Regions from separate parts of the Sus scrofa genome. Here all the other regions are linked to region 3. The links are chromatin contacts, called in public Hi-C maps. All regions are on one chromosome and are shown on one strand. Each heading gives the region's core, a stretch centred on a gene start, on an enhancer-like site or on the middle of the called end of the contact. The rest is flanking DNA. Distances are from core to core; before and after follow the strand shown.

What was found. A called contact is a pair of places that touch in the nucleus more often than the background predicts.
Region 1: a Hi-C map of skeletal muscle shows a contact between it and region 3, with 7 times the contacts expected there. The contact joins the enhancer-like site here to the promoter of COL5A1 in region 3. A contact is called at or near these places in 6 of 47 Hi-C or Micro-C datasets (embryonic fibroblasts, heart right ventricle, retroperitoneal adipose tissue and 2 more) and 1 of 2 datasets of contacts at active chromatin or transcription factors (skeletal muscle).
Region 2: a Hi-C map of fetal skeletal muscle shows a contact between it and region 3, with 3 times the contacts expected there. The contact joins the enhancer-like site here to the promoter of COL5A1 in region 3. A contact is called at or near these places in 1 of 5 promoter capture datasets (fetal skeletal muscle), 12 of 47 Hi-C or Micro-C datasets (alveolar macrophages, embryonic fibroblasts, fetal heart ventricle and 7 more) and 1 of 2 datasets of contacts at active chromatin or transcription factors (skeletal muscle).

What each region holds. Positions count from the first base shown.
Region 1 is chr1:273,999,418-274,002,949 of Sscrofa11.1, forward strand. It overlaps COL5A1 (collagen, type V, alpha 1), which reads left to right. Exons shown (of 69, transcript NM_001014971.1): 7 at 240-476; 8 at 1,345-1,512; 9 at 1,635-1,691. Among named protein-coding and RNA genes, the nearest start is that of COL5A1, 67 kb to the left of the region's middle. Within about 2 kb of position 2,119, at least 24 of the 83 cell types and tissues checked have an H3K27ac peak or open chromatin away from gene starts, as enhancers often do. A contact at or near this core is called in retroperitoneal adipose tissue, skeletal muscle and subcutaneous adipose tissue, where this site is marked.
Region 2 is chr1:273,808,031-273,811,866 of Sscrofa11.1, forward strand. No RefSeq gene overlaps it. Among named protein-coding and RNA genes, the nearest start is that of RXRA, 110 kb to the left of the region's middle. Within about 2 kb of position 2,256, at least 29 of the 83 cell types and tissues checked have an H3K27ac peak or open chromatin away from gene starts, as enhancers often do. A contact at or near this core is called in alveolar macrophages, fetal skeletal muscle, mesenteric adipose tissue and 4 more, where this site is marked.
Region 3 is chr1:273,932,455-273,936,267 of Sscrofa11.1, forward strand. COL5A1 (collagen, type V, alpha 1) reads left to right here and starts at 1,765. Exons shown (of 69, transcript NM_001014971.1): 1 at 1,765-1,886. The coding sequence starts at 1,769.

The DNA.
Region 1 (3,532 bases), core at 869-3,368, 67 kb after region 3:
CTAAGACTCTGGAAGGTCTGGCTCTCGCACCAATTTGGAGATGCCTGGACCCAGTTCAAGTGCCCCGTTCTGGGGTTTGGCGTCACAGCACTCCCCAGACCCCGGCGGCCCCTGTGCCCGGATCCTCGGGGTTCGCTTGTCCGATGGGTCGGCCTGCCTCTCAAGCCGCAGGGGAAACCCCTGCCCTGGTCCCTGGCGCACCGGCTGCCCCCTGACGCCGCGTGTCCGCCGGTTTCCAGGAGCAGACCCAGCCCCCCACCAGCGCGCCGGTGCCCGACACCAGCGAGGCGGCCGGGAAGGAGGAGGACCCCGGCCTCGGGGACTACGACTACGTGCCCAGCGAGGACTACTACACGCCGCCCCCGTACGAGGACCTCAACTACGGCGACGGCCTCGAGGGCCCCGACGAGAACCCCGACCAGGGCGCCCGGGCCGAGGTCCCCACCAGCACCGTCCTCACCTCCAACGCCTCCAACGTAATTGAGCGACTGGGTCCGGGCGGGGGCGGGGCCACCCTGCTCCCCACCCCGCTCCCCGCCCCCGCCCCCGCCCTGCGGCCCTCGGCCCTGGGCTGGCTTAAATGCTGCCCCCGAGTTTGGAATCTCGAACTTGCCCAGGGGATCTTCGTGTTAGTTCGTCACCGGCAACATGGGTGGCGTGGGCCTCGCCCAGGTCTCTGGGGTTTGGGTGCAGGTGGGTGAGGACCTGCATTCGCGGTGTCCTCACTGTGGCCTGGGAGAGGGCAGGCTGGATGGGCACACGGCTGGGGCTCTGGGCGGGCAGCTGGCACACGAGGCCGAGGGGTGCTGGGCACAGCCGTGGGCTTTCTCGTCAGGCGGCCCTGACTTGGCATCTCCCTGGACATCCGTGACTCCCCCTTTACACGAGGGACATGCCTGCCTCTTGGGGTCATGGCCAGGTCTCCAGATTAGAGAGTTGAGCAGAGCCCGTGGCACATAGCGAAGCCTTGCAAATGGCTGATGCTGAATTCCTTGTGGCCCCAGAGCAGACGCAGGGCTTCTCACGGCCTTGGATCTCTCTGCCAGCGGGCATCGGGTTAGGGGCATGTTGTCCTGAGACCCCGAGCTTAGGGGGGAGCCCCTGGAGGCCCCGACTTCCCCAAGAGCCTGGGGCAGCCTGGCACGGCATGGCCACCCCCAGCAGCCCTGGTTTGCCAAGGCATCTTGGGGTTTGGGGGTGGGTTTCCCTGTCACGAGAAGGTGGAAGGTGCCCCCCAGCAAGGGCCCCTCCAGGCTCCCCGTGTCCTGTGACCTGGGAGTCCCCGGGCTGGGGGCCTGTGCCGCCCCGTTACCTGGCGCTGATGCCTGCCGGCCTCCCCCTCAGCCGGCTCCGCCTCCGGAGGAAGGGCTGGACGACTTGGACACGGAGTTCACGGAAGAGACCATCAAGAACCCGGACGAGAGCTACTACGACCCGTACTATGACCCCACCATCGCCCCGTCGGAGATCGGGCCCGGGATGCCCGCCAACCAGGACACCATCTACGAAGGGGTGAGCGCCTCGGAGGGCACCTTCCCGGGCCCTCGGGCGGGGCCCCTGGGGTGCTGTGGCCGTGGGGTAACTGCCGCCTTCTTCCTTCTCTCCCTCTCCTCGCCACGTCTTTCAAACTCCAGATGGGAGGACCGCGGGGCGAGAAAGGACAAAAAGGAGAGCCCGCCATCATCGAACCCGTAAGGCGCTTTCTTATCTTAACCGGCCGGGGGGGTGGGGGTCGCAGCTCGGGGCACGTGGCGGGTTGGGCAGGACATGGCCAGATGCTGGACCCCTTTCTGCCCAGGGCCACCGCAAGGACGCGCCTGCTGCTGCTGAAGCCCCCCAGCAGGGGGAGGGCTCTGGACCTCGGCTGGGCAGCCCGGGTTCCTGTGGGTCAGGACCCTGTGCCGTGTCCACCTAAGAGCTGGGCACGTCACCGTGCATGCATTTCTTCTCGATGAAAAGAGACTCAGCTTCTGGGAGGCAGGGCCCTGGAGGGTGGAGGGTCCGCCGGCTGAACGTGGACCCGGAGCTGCGGGTCTGAGGCAAGAGCCGTAGTCGGACCCGCCTCTCCGCGCTGGCTCTGCAGCCGTGTTGCTGCTGCGGACGGGGAACGGAAACCTGCTTGTCAGCTCAAACGGCGCTTGAGCGGCACTTCACTGAGCCAGGTGATGGGCCACGGGCAAGTTAGTGACCCTTGATGACTCCGACCGCTGGGACCACAGCCAAGAGGTCCCGTGTGCAAGGAGTGGGTTCGTGGGTGTTGGCGGGGCCCTCCTCTGTGTCGGCACGTCCCCTGCCTGCAGGGAGCTGCTCCCGCTGGGCCCTCCAGGGCCCACCCCGTGGCCCGAGGGCTGCCCAGGTCAGGGCCCTAACTGGGGTGGGCGAGGTGCCAGGCGATTAATCGCCTGGAGCGGGCCCCCTGGGACTGCTCGTGGTGGGCACGGCTGTGGGCTGGGAAGCGGCCCTGGACACCAGAGTGGGGAGGCCGGCTGCCAAGGTCCGCCCCTGCCACGTCCTCTAAGAGCCGGAGGGAGGAGGCCAGTGTCCTGCCCCTCGACCGGTCACGAGGCTGGGCTGGGCCCCGGCTTCCACTGCCAGCACTCGGTTCCCAGTGGCTGAGCCAGAATGTGACGTGGCGGCTCCAGGGTCTTCTGATCGTGGGCCCCCAGGAGGCGGGATGGAGGGGCCCCCACCCCTCCAGTGGGCTGGGAAGGTTTCTTTGGAACCTTATCTCCCTTAGAGCCCGTGGCCATGGCAGACAAGATGGGGGGTGACTAGATGACCGTCCTGCTCGGCCCCCCACTCCCCTGGCCTGTCTCAGGGCTGTGGCTCATCTTTTTCTCCTGGGCTGCGGTCACTGGGCACACGCGTCTTTTGCTCGGATGAGAACATCCCCTTTCCCTGCTCCCTGAAGGTCCACGGGATGCAGGGCCTGTCTGAGGCTGAAGGATGGGGTTTGGGGAAGGGACAGAGGTGCCAAAGGGAGGCGGGCATGGGTACCAGGGGGCCCCTTGCTCAGCGACATGAAAAATCCTGACAAGTGCAGGTGCAGGGAGAAAGGCCACCCCAGGGAGGGGCAGGCAGCCAGCGCTGGTTGGAGCCTCCCCTAAGGGACGGGCTGCCCAGGACCCCCTCCCGTCTTGCAGGGCTGGGGGTATGCCAGGAGGTGGGCCACCCCTGCTGTGGCTTCCGTGGTCCAGCCGTGCGTGGAGCACGACCCAGATGGCCTTGACCTGGCCGTGGACTTGGGTGTCCTCCGTAGCGTCCCCGTGGCCACAGTGAAAGGGGCCTCTCGTCCAGGAGGAGTGGGAGCCCCAGGCAGACAGGAGCCGGGCTCTGTGGGGTCCCGGGTTGGGTCCCAGCTCTGGGAGGCCTGGCAGCACCTAGGTCTGGCTGAGCTTCCCATTCACACGTCCCCCAGTCTGGGCTGACCCTGTGCAAAACTCATGGCAGCTGGACACCCCAGGTCGGGGCTGGGGGTGGAGGCGGCACCCAGGGAGTCCAGCTGCCCGGCTGCACCAGGCACCGCTGGTGA
Region 2 (3,836 bases), core at 1,006-3,505, 120 kb before region 3:
GTGGGCACCTTCCTGTTCAGAGCGAGACTAAGAGAAGGGAGGTTAGGACACCCCAGGAGCCCTGGCAGGGCATCTAGCGCCCGCGTGGAGGGGGGCGGGCAGGGCCATGGGTCCCAGCCAAGCACTGAGGAGTTGAGGTGTGGGGCAGTGGGGGACGCCTCTGGACAGCACGGGCAGAGCCGGCCTCAGGGGAGGGGCCCAGCCACACAGTGACCGGGGAAGGACATCATAGCTTCCTGCCTCCTGTCTCCAGCTCGGCCTGGCAGGCTCACCCTGAGCAGAAGGCAGCACCCACCCTGCCCGCTGTGTGTGCTGCCCGCATGAGCCTGCAGGAGCGGTCAAGGGTGTACTGGCTGACCCTGGGCTTCTCACTCCTGGGGGCTCCCTGTCTTCCCCTGGAGGAGCCCTGCTTTCTCCCCAGGGTGCCCTGAGACCCCAGTACAAGGCCAGGGGCCCAGAGGGGCTGATGACACAACACAGGGCTGGGTGTGGACTCCAGAGCAGAGAGCCGTGTTCGGGAAAATTCGCCCGTCCTCTGTATTTCAACGGGACGGCCAGGGCTCACGCTGGGGCGGGTCTGAGGCTCAGGGCCCCAGTGCCCATACGTTTACTTATTCACTCAACAAACACTGCTTGGAAACCACACGGGCCAGGCCTAGTGTTGGCTTGGGGAGAGCCGAGTCTGTCCCGGAGGCTGGAATGTGGCCTGCGTGTGACTGCAAACTGTCTCGTCGCCACATTAAAAGCCACATGAATTTCATAATATATTTTATTTAAACCAATACGTCAGACGATTATTATTTCAATATGCGAGCAATCTAAACATTATTAATGAGCTATTATGCATTTTCCTTTTGGGGGCCAAGTCTGAGAGTGGGTGTATCTTTTACACTTACGGCACACCCCCATATACAAGCCACGTTTCACACTCTCAAGAGCCACATGTGGACAGCGGCTGGCATATGAGACTGGGAAAGTCTAGAACATTCTTTTGGGGCTGCATGCGGGCAGCAGATGTGGGCTGATCGGGGCCGGGGGTGGGTGGGGAGGCCATGTTCAAGGTGCTGTGGGAAGTCACAGGAGGGAGCAGCCTGTGGGGGAAATGGCTGGAACGCTACCCGGAGGAGGTGGCGTTTGTGCTGGGCACTGAAGGGTACATAGGAGTTCTCTGGGTACACAGTAGGGAAAAGAACATTTTCTAATGTCATTGCTGGTTCCCCAGGTAGGGTCTGAAGAAAACAAGGACTTTCAGGGAACTCCTAGCAGGTGCCCCCTGAAGAACTGCTGGTTTAAATCCTCTTATTTCTGCCCGTGAGCCTGTGCCAATATTTTGCCATCTTTTAGTTACAAACACTGTGGGGTGTACAGGTTTAGCTACAAATAGCTGGGTCATAAATCTTAGCTGGATTGGCCAGGCCACTGGATGGTATTATCTGGTCCTACCACTGTTTTCTGAGGCTGTTGTGCATGTGCCTGTGCCTTCCAGAACCTTCTCTCATGTGCTGCAGGGATGAGGGGTGGGAGGATATTCTCACAACTTGTCTGTAACCAGGTCCTCCTGGGTCCCACCCCTGCGGTCTTCTTTGGTCTAACTGAAGTCTCTCTTGCTGCAGTTGGGGTCTCCGGTGAGGCTGCTTGAGTGCTGCCCAGGCTGATGGCAGGAACCGCCCGGGAAGCCGCTGTGTTCACAAAAACCTTTAGACAACGAATTGTCCAAAGCGTTTCTACAAAGAATCAAGATTAAGCCCGCCTGGGGGCGCCTGTGGAGAGGTGACCAGTGGGGGTGGCCCACGTGTGTGAGCGCGGAGCAGGGATCCCACCCGGCTCAGCCGGGGCCCCAGGCCCGCCCTCGAGCTCTGCCTGGCTCTTCCCAGGGCCACAGCCGGGCCAGGGCCCTGCATCCATGGAGAGGGGCTGTTCCTGGGGCCCTGGGGCCCCTCGGCCACGTCCCGCGGGCGTCGGGCCCCGGGGCCCGGCTGCAGCAGCGGCCGCCATCCCGCCCTGCCACGTCGCCACTTCCACCCGAGCCGGCAGGAAGCTGCGCGCTCGCTTCTCCTTTTGTCCACGTCTGGAGGGTTTGCTGTTGCAGGAAACATCTGGCCGGGGTCCAAGGAGCGGAATAAAAAGAGAGTGGGAGCGGGGGTGGGGGAGGGCCGGGCCCGGAGGTTTGGAAAAACCATCTGATTTCACTTTGCAAAGACAACTGCAATTATGCCTCTGAGGGTTTCGAAGTCACTGCCCATTCAAACCATGCGGGTGACGTCAGGGGAACCTCTGAAGCGCCTGGGGCCCGGCACACACGTCGCTGCTGCAAGAAGCAGGTCCCAGGCCGACTCGAGCCCGGGGAGCTGGAGACCTGGGGTCTTTTGCAGAAGCGGGGGGACGGGGTCCCTGGCACGGGGAGTCCTGCTTATCTGGTCTCCGCCCCGCGGCCTGAGCCAGGCGGGAGGAGGGGGCCGCCCACCAGGCTCCTCCCGAAAAGTTCAGTCTCTCCCAACCCCGCCGAGAGCCCGCTGGCCCGGATGGAAACTGCCGGGTTCCTGGGCCTGCTCCGCTTCCCTCCAGGCCTCGTCATCCACACGGAGAGGCCCCGGGTCTGGGAGGGCCCCCTGGGGCCGCGGGGCTGGCTCAAGCCCTCAGGACTCCAGCTCTTTCCACTGTCTGCCCTGAGGCCGGGGACCAGGAGCTGGGACCCTCACGGTGTCCCCAGCATCTGGCTACCGTGGGCCCTGGAGGGGAGCGAGGATGGTAGCCCACCCCTGTCCCTGGCCCCTGAGTCAGGACCCTGCTTGTCCCAGCACCTCCAGATGGGATCTCCAGGGGGCCTGTCCCTGAGCCAGGGGCCCTGAGACTGGACAGGAGCTGACGTGCCCCCCGTGGCCCCCGCACGGACTCCCCATGGACACGCCGCACACCCAGGCCTCGGGGCCAAGTTCACCACAGCCTCAGGCCCCTCCCACCCCTAGAGGCAGGGCTACCTGGGCAGGAAGGGCCTTGCCAGCCACTCCTAAAGCCCCGTCACGCACGAGCCCTGCCAACCCTGAGGAGTCACTCTGGAGGGGTCTGCACAGCTGGCCAGCGTTGTGTCTCAGGAACATTTCTTGAAATAAAACCTAGCAGAGAGCCCAGTGACAGAGCACAGATGGGGTCTCATTCCAGTGGACGGGCGTTTATCGGCGGCTGACTGGTGCCAGGGCCAGAGGCCGCCCTCCAGGGTCACCCCTGAGCAAAGCCCCCCATGGGCTCAGAGGGCCCAGCGTGAAACCAGCCGCAGCTCTCCTTTCCACTGTGCAGGTGGCCGGCGACCTCCTGGAGGACAGGGGGCTCGCAGTGGGGCCGGGCCAGAGCAGAGGGCCAGGGGTCTGCTGGGGGCCGTGGTGCCTGGCGGTGCGGCTCAGCCTGGAGGCGGCCCTCGCTGTGACCGAGGGGCAGGGGGCGGAGCCTGGCTTAGAACGGGGTTGGGGGCGAGGGGGGCTGTCTGTCCAGGAAGCGATTCGGCAGTGGCTACAGCAGAGCCTTGACCGTGGGCTGAGGCCTCCGGGGCTCTGGGGGTCTGAAGACATTTTTTCCATGGAAAGTAGCCGCTGGCCCTCGCCCAGCAGGGAGCTCTCTGTCCCCCTCCCCCTGCCTGCTCGGGCCTTGGCCGTGGGCTGCGCTGTCCTGGGGCTGATGCTCTTTGCCGGACGTTCCGTGGGCCTGGGGTGGGGCTGGAGCGCCAGGCAGGGGTCAGACGAGCGGTTCTGGCCGCTGGTCAGCCTCCAGCAAGCACTGTACCGAGGCCTCGCCTTTCTCCCTGCCTGCGGTGGTGGGTGGGGTGGGGGGGGGTCCGAATGTCC
Region 3 (3,813 bases), core at 515-3,014:
CTCGTTCAGGTGCATCGGAAAGCAAAGACCAGCTCCAGGCCAACAAACACACGCAACTCACCCAGGTACACACGCGTGCCCATGACTCCCACACACCACCCACTTCCCCGATCATACGTGTGATTTATACGGGGTGTAAAACAACGAAGAACTGTAAATCCCAGAAAGAACATTTCTCTTTACGTTGGGGTCTCATCCTTTCTCTGTGCAATATTTAATAGCTCCAAGATCACGTGGGGCAGGTAGGGAGCTTGAGCCTCAGGGGAGCAGAGGCCGACCGCCCAGCTCAAAGGGCAGCCCATGGCCACCCCAGCAAAACTCACCTCCACCCACCCACCACCCTCTGCTCCTGTTTCCAGGAAGATGGGAATTAAAGGGCATGTGGGGAATTTCACACCCCGTGTGGAGCTGTAACTGGAGACAGGGAGCAGGGGATCCCAGCCCGCGCATCACTGGCTGAATTGTTTGTTCAGAGGGCATGAGGACAGCTTAGGGCTCGCAAAGCCCCATGACCCACCTTCACTCCTCTTTAGAAACCTGCTCTGCTCTTGGGGGAAGGGGTGGGGACAGGGCTCTGGGCCTCTGGGACCAGGTGGAAGGGGGTACCCACCACGGACGCCTGGCAAGCCTGCTGCTCCAGGGAGCTCTCACCAAGGCTTAAAGAAGTGGCAGCAGTGGTGCCTGCTGTCACCTCGCAAGGGGGGAGTCCTCTGCTTCCCCCTTTGCTGCAGAGGGGTCACCCACAGCAGGAGCCGGGAGGGGGGAGGGGTGTCGGCCAACTGCGCCTGATTAATATCCCGGACGTGTGGACGTGTGGCGCGCAAGCTCCCTAGGGAACCTCGTAGGAGCCTAGACCCCAGCTTGGGCGCGGGGGTGGGGAAGGTGGGGGCCGGGAGGCTGTCCAGGCTGACATGTCTGCCACAGTCTTGGGCGCCCCGATCTGGCTGCCCTGGAAGTTCAGTCTCCACCCAGAAGAGGAGCTCCGAACTCTAAGGAAAAGAAAAAGTTAGGCGGGGTGAGCGGCAACTTTTTTTTTTTTTTAATTTTACCCCCCAATGACGGAATTCGGGGCCCCTCCGCCCTGGTTCTGGGGCTCGGCGTGGCGCGGGCACCGGGAGCGGCGAGAGCGCGGGTCCTGGGTGGGCGCTGGGCTTGGGCGCCGCGCCCGCCCCGAATCGGCTCCCGCCCCGGGCCAGCCCCCTCCCCGCCGCCACTCGCCGGCTGTCCCCGCCCCCTCGCCCGCGGCGCCCAGTGGGAGGCGGGGGCCGGCCTGGCCGAGCGCAGCGCGGGCTCTGATTTGCTGCGGGCGCGGGGGAGCGACGGCCTCCGCGGGTGTCTTCCCGGAGAGCGGGCGGGGGGAGAAGGGGGAAAAGTGCTCGGCGCCCAAGGCGAGGTCCGCACTCCTCGTCCCCGCGGCCGGCGCAGGACCTCACTCCAGCGGAGCGCCCACGGGGAGCGAGTCGCGGGGCGGCGGCGGCGGCGGCGGCGGCGAGGAGGAGGCGAGCAGGAGGCGGAGGCGGCGGGGGAGGCCAGAGGGAGCGAGCCGCGCGGGGTCCCAGGCGCCCCGCGGGGCCGAGGTCGAGCCCTCCCGCCCGTGGGCGAGCGCGCCAGCCGATCCTCCCGGGAGCCACCACCACAAAGAGATCCGGCGGGCGCCTGCTCCCATGACTCCCTAAAGTTGTGCCGGCCCCGCTGAGTCCGCTGCCCGGGCCGTGCCCCGCGCCCCGTGCGTCCCCGCGCGCCGACCCGCGCCCCGCGCCCCGCCGGCATGGATGTCCACACCCGCTGGAAAGCGCGCAGCCCGCTCCGCCCGGGCGCCCCGCTGCTGTCCCCGCCGCTGCTGCTGTTGCTGCTGCTGCTGTGGGCGCCGCCTCCGAGCCGCGCAGGTAAGGGCGCTGCGCGCTGGGGGGCGCGGGGCAGGGGCTGCGGGCGCGGGCGCGGGGCGGGCGCGGCTGTCATCCCCGCGCGCCGCCGGCCTCTTCCGCGCCGGCACCGCCTTCCCGCTTGGCTGTGGAATGCACGGGGCCGAGACTCCGAATGCCATTAGTTGGGGGCCCGGGAGAGAGAGAGAGACGCGCCGACACAATGCTCCCGGGGCGCCGAACGGGCCGGCCGGGAGGGCTGTGTGTTGGATCAGCCAGAGGGGTTGTCCACCAGGCCGACAAACTTTTGTCGCGAAACTTTGCGTGCTCTGTCCCTCAGCGCAAGCTCGCAGCTCTGGCCCACACAGCGCCGCTGCGGAACTTCCTCTCCCGAAACCCGGGAAGGGTCGCCCCCTAGAGTCACCGCGGGTCAGTTCTCCTGGGCCTCCTGGGATGGGGGCCGCCGCGGGGCGGGGGCGGGGCGGGGAGGTCCCAGAAGCTGAGCCTCCAGGGCCTGACTTCTCCCAAGCACCCTCCAGTCTGCCCCCAGACCCGGCTGGCTCTCCCTTTCCCAGGGGACAGGACTTCTTGCAGTCCCTGCCGCCCAAGTACTCAGTGAGTGGTACTGGGGAGCCCCGGAAGGTGGTAGAGCAGCCCTGCTCTAATCCCACTTCTTGACCTTTCGGTGGGCTGTCTTTCTTGGGTTTGCCGCCCAGAGACGGGTTTCGGGATTCATGCTGCGGCACCGGGAGAGGGTCCTGGAGTCTGGCTGTGAGGGGTTCAGATGGTGCATAGCTGTGGGTCTCAAGGGAGGGCTGCCCTTAGAAGGAGCTGTCTCCCGCAGGCGTCTCCACCAGGGCTGGGCTGACAGTGCGCCTGCCTGGATGCTGGCAGCTCCCACTCCCTCCTGCACAGCTTCCGGATGGGCCAGTGGTTTTCTAAGGGTCCCCTTTTGTGCTTCCCTGTGGCTGGGTTTTTACACACCCTTGTCACTAGAGCCCAGGGCCCTAAAAGTCCCCTGAGGCCCTGGTAACAGATGGGGCATCTCGGGGCCACCAGGCAGGGTCAGGGAAGGTGCGGGCAGAGCCATGAGGCAGTGGCTCAGTGGACCCTGGACCAGCCAGAGGTCCCCCAGGAGAAGGCACTGCTTTCCCCCCCGCCCCCCCGCCTCCGCCACCCCCCCCCCACCGCCCCCTCTTCGTAATTTGAAGACATGCGGGCAGAATCACTTCTCATGTTCCACTTGCCAATTAAGATATTCGGTCCCTTTTTCCTGGCACAGTGCGTGCTTGTGGGCCAGAGGGGGTGAGCAGGAGTCAGGGTGTCCGGCCAGTCAGGGGCTGGGGAGGGGAGGGCTGCCTGGCCTGGCTCCAGGGACCTGGGATCTTACCTCTGGGCAGCCACCAACGTGTCCTGGAGCCCCTGCTGACTGGCTCTCTGTTTCTCTTGGGGTCACTGAAGGTGGGGGACAGGAATGGCCTCCAGGAAAGTGATGGGGAGCAGGCTGGGGGCTGTGGTTGGGGACCTTGTGTCCAGGGACACAGCCCTGTCCCAGCTCCTCTGCCGGACGTTGCCCCAGGAGTCAGGTGGGAATCTTTTCAGGGCATCACCACCCCAAAAAGCCGGGGCTGGGCACTGGCTGGGGAGCACACACAGTCTGCCTTCGCCTGGATTTGGGGTCGGCTCTTTGCCCGGCTCCCCATCCCTGCCCCCTGCCCCTCTCTAGTTTCCCTTCCTGAGGGTGGCCCAGAGGTAGCTGCCTGGACCGTGGCTGCGGGGTTGGACCTGCTCCTTTTGCCAAAAAGACGTTTCGAGCCCTGGAAGAAGCCACTTCTCCGGGTGGGTTTCACAGACCCCCTCACCCCCCCAGGGTGGGACCAGCTTGGCTTGGAATCATCCTCGGTGCTCGGCCAGTGGGAGCGGCTTTCCACTGAGATGCGGGGGGTGGGGT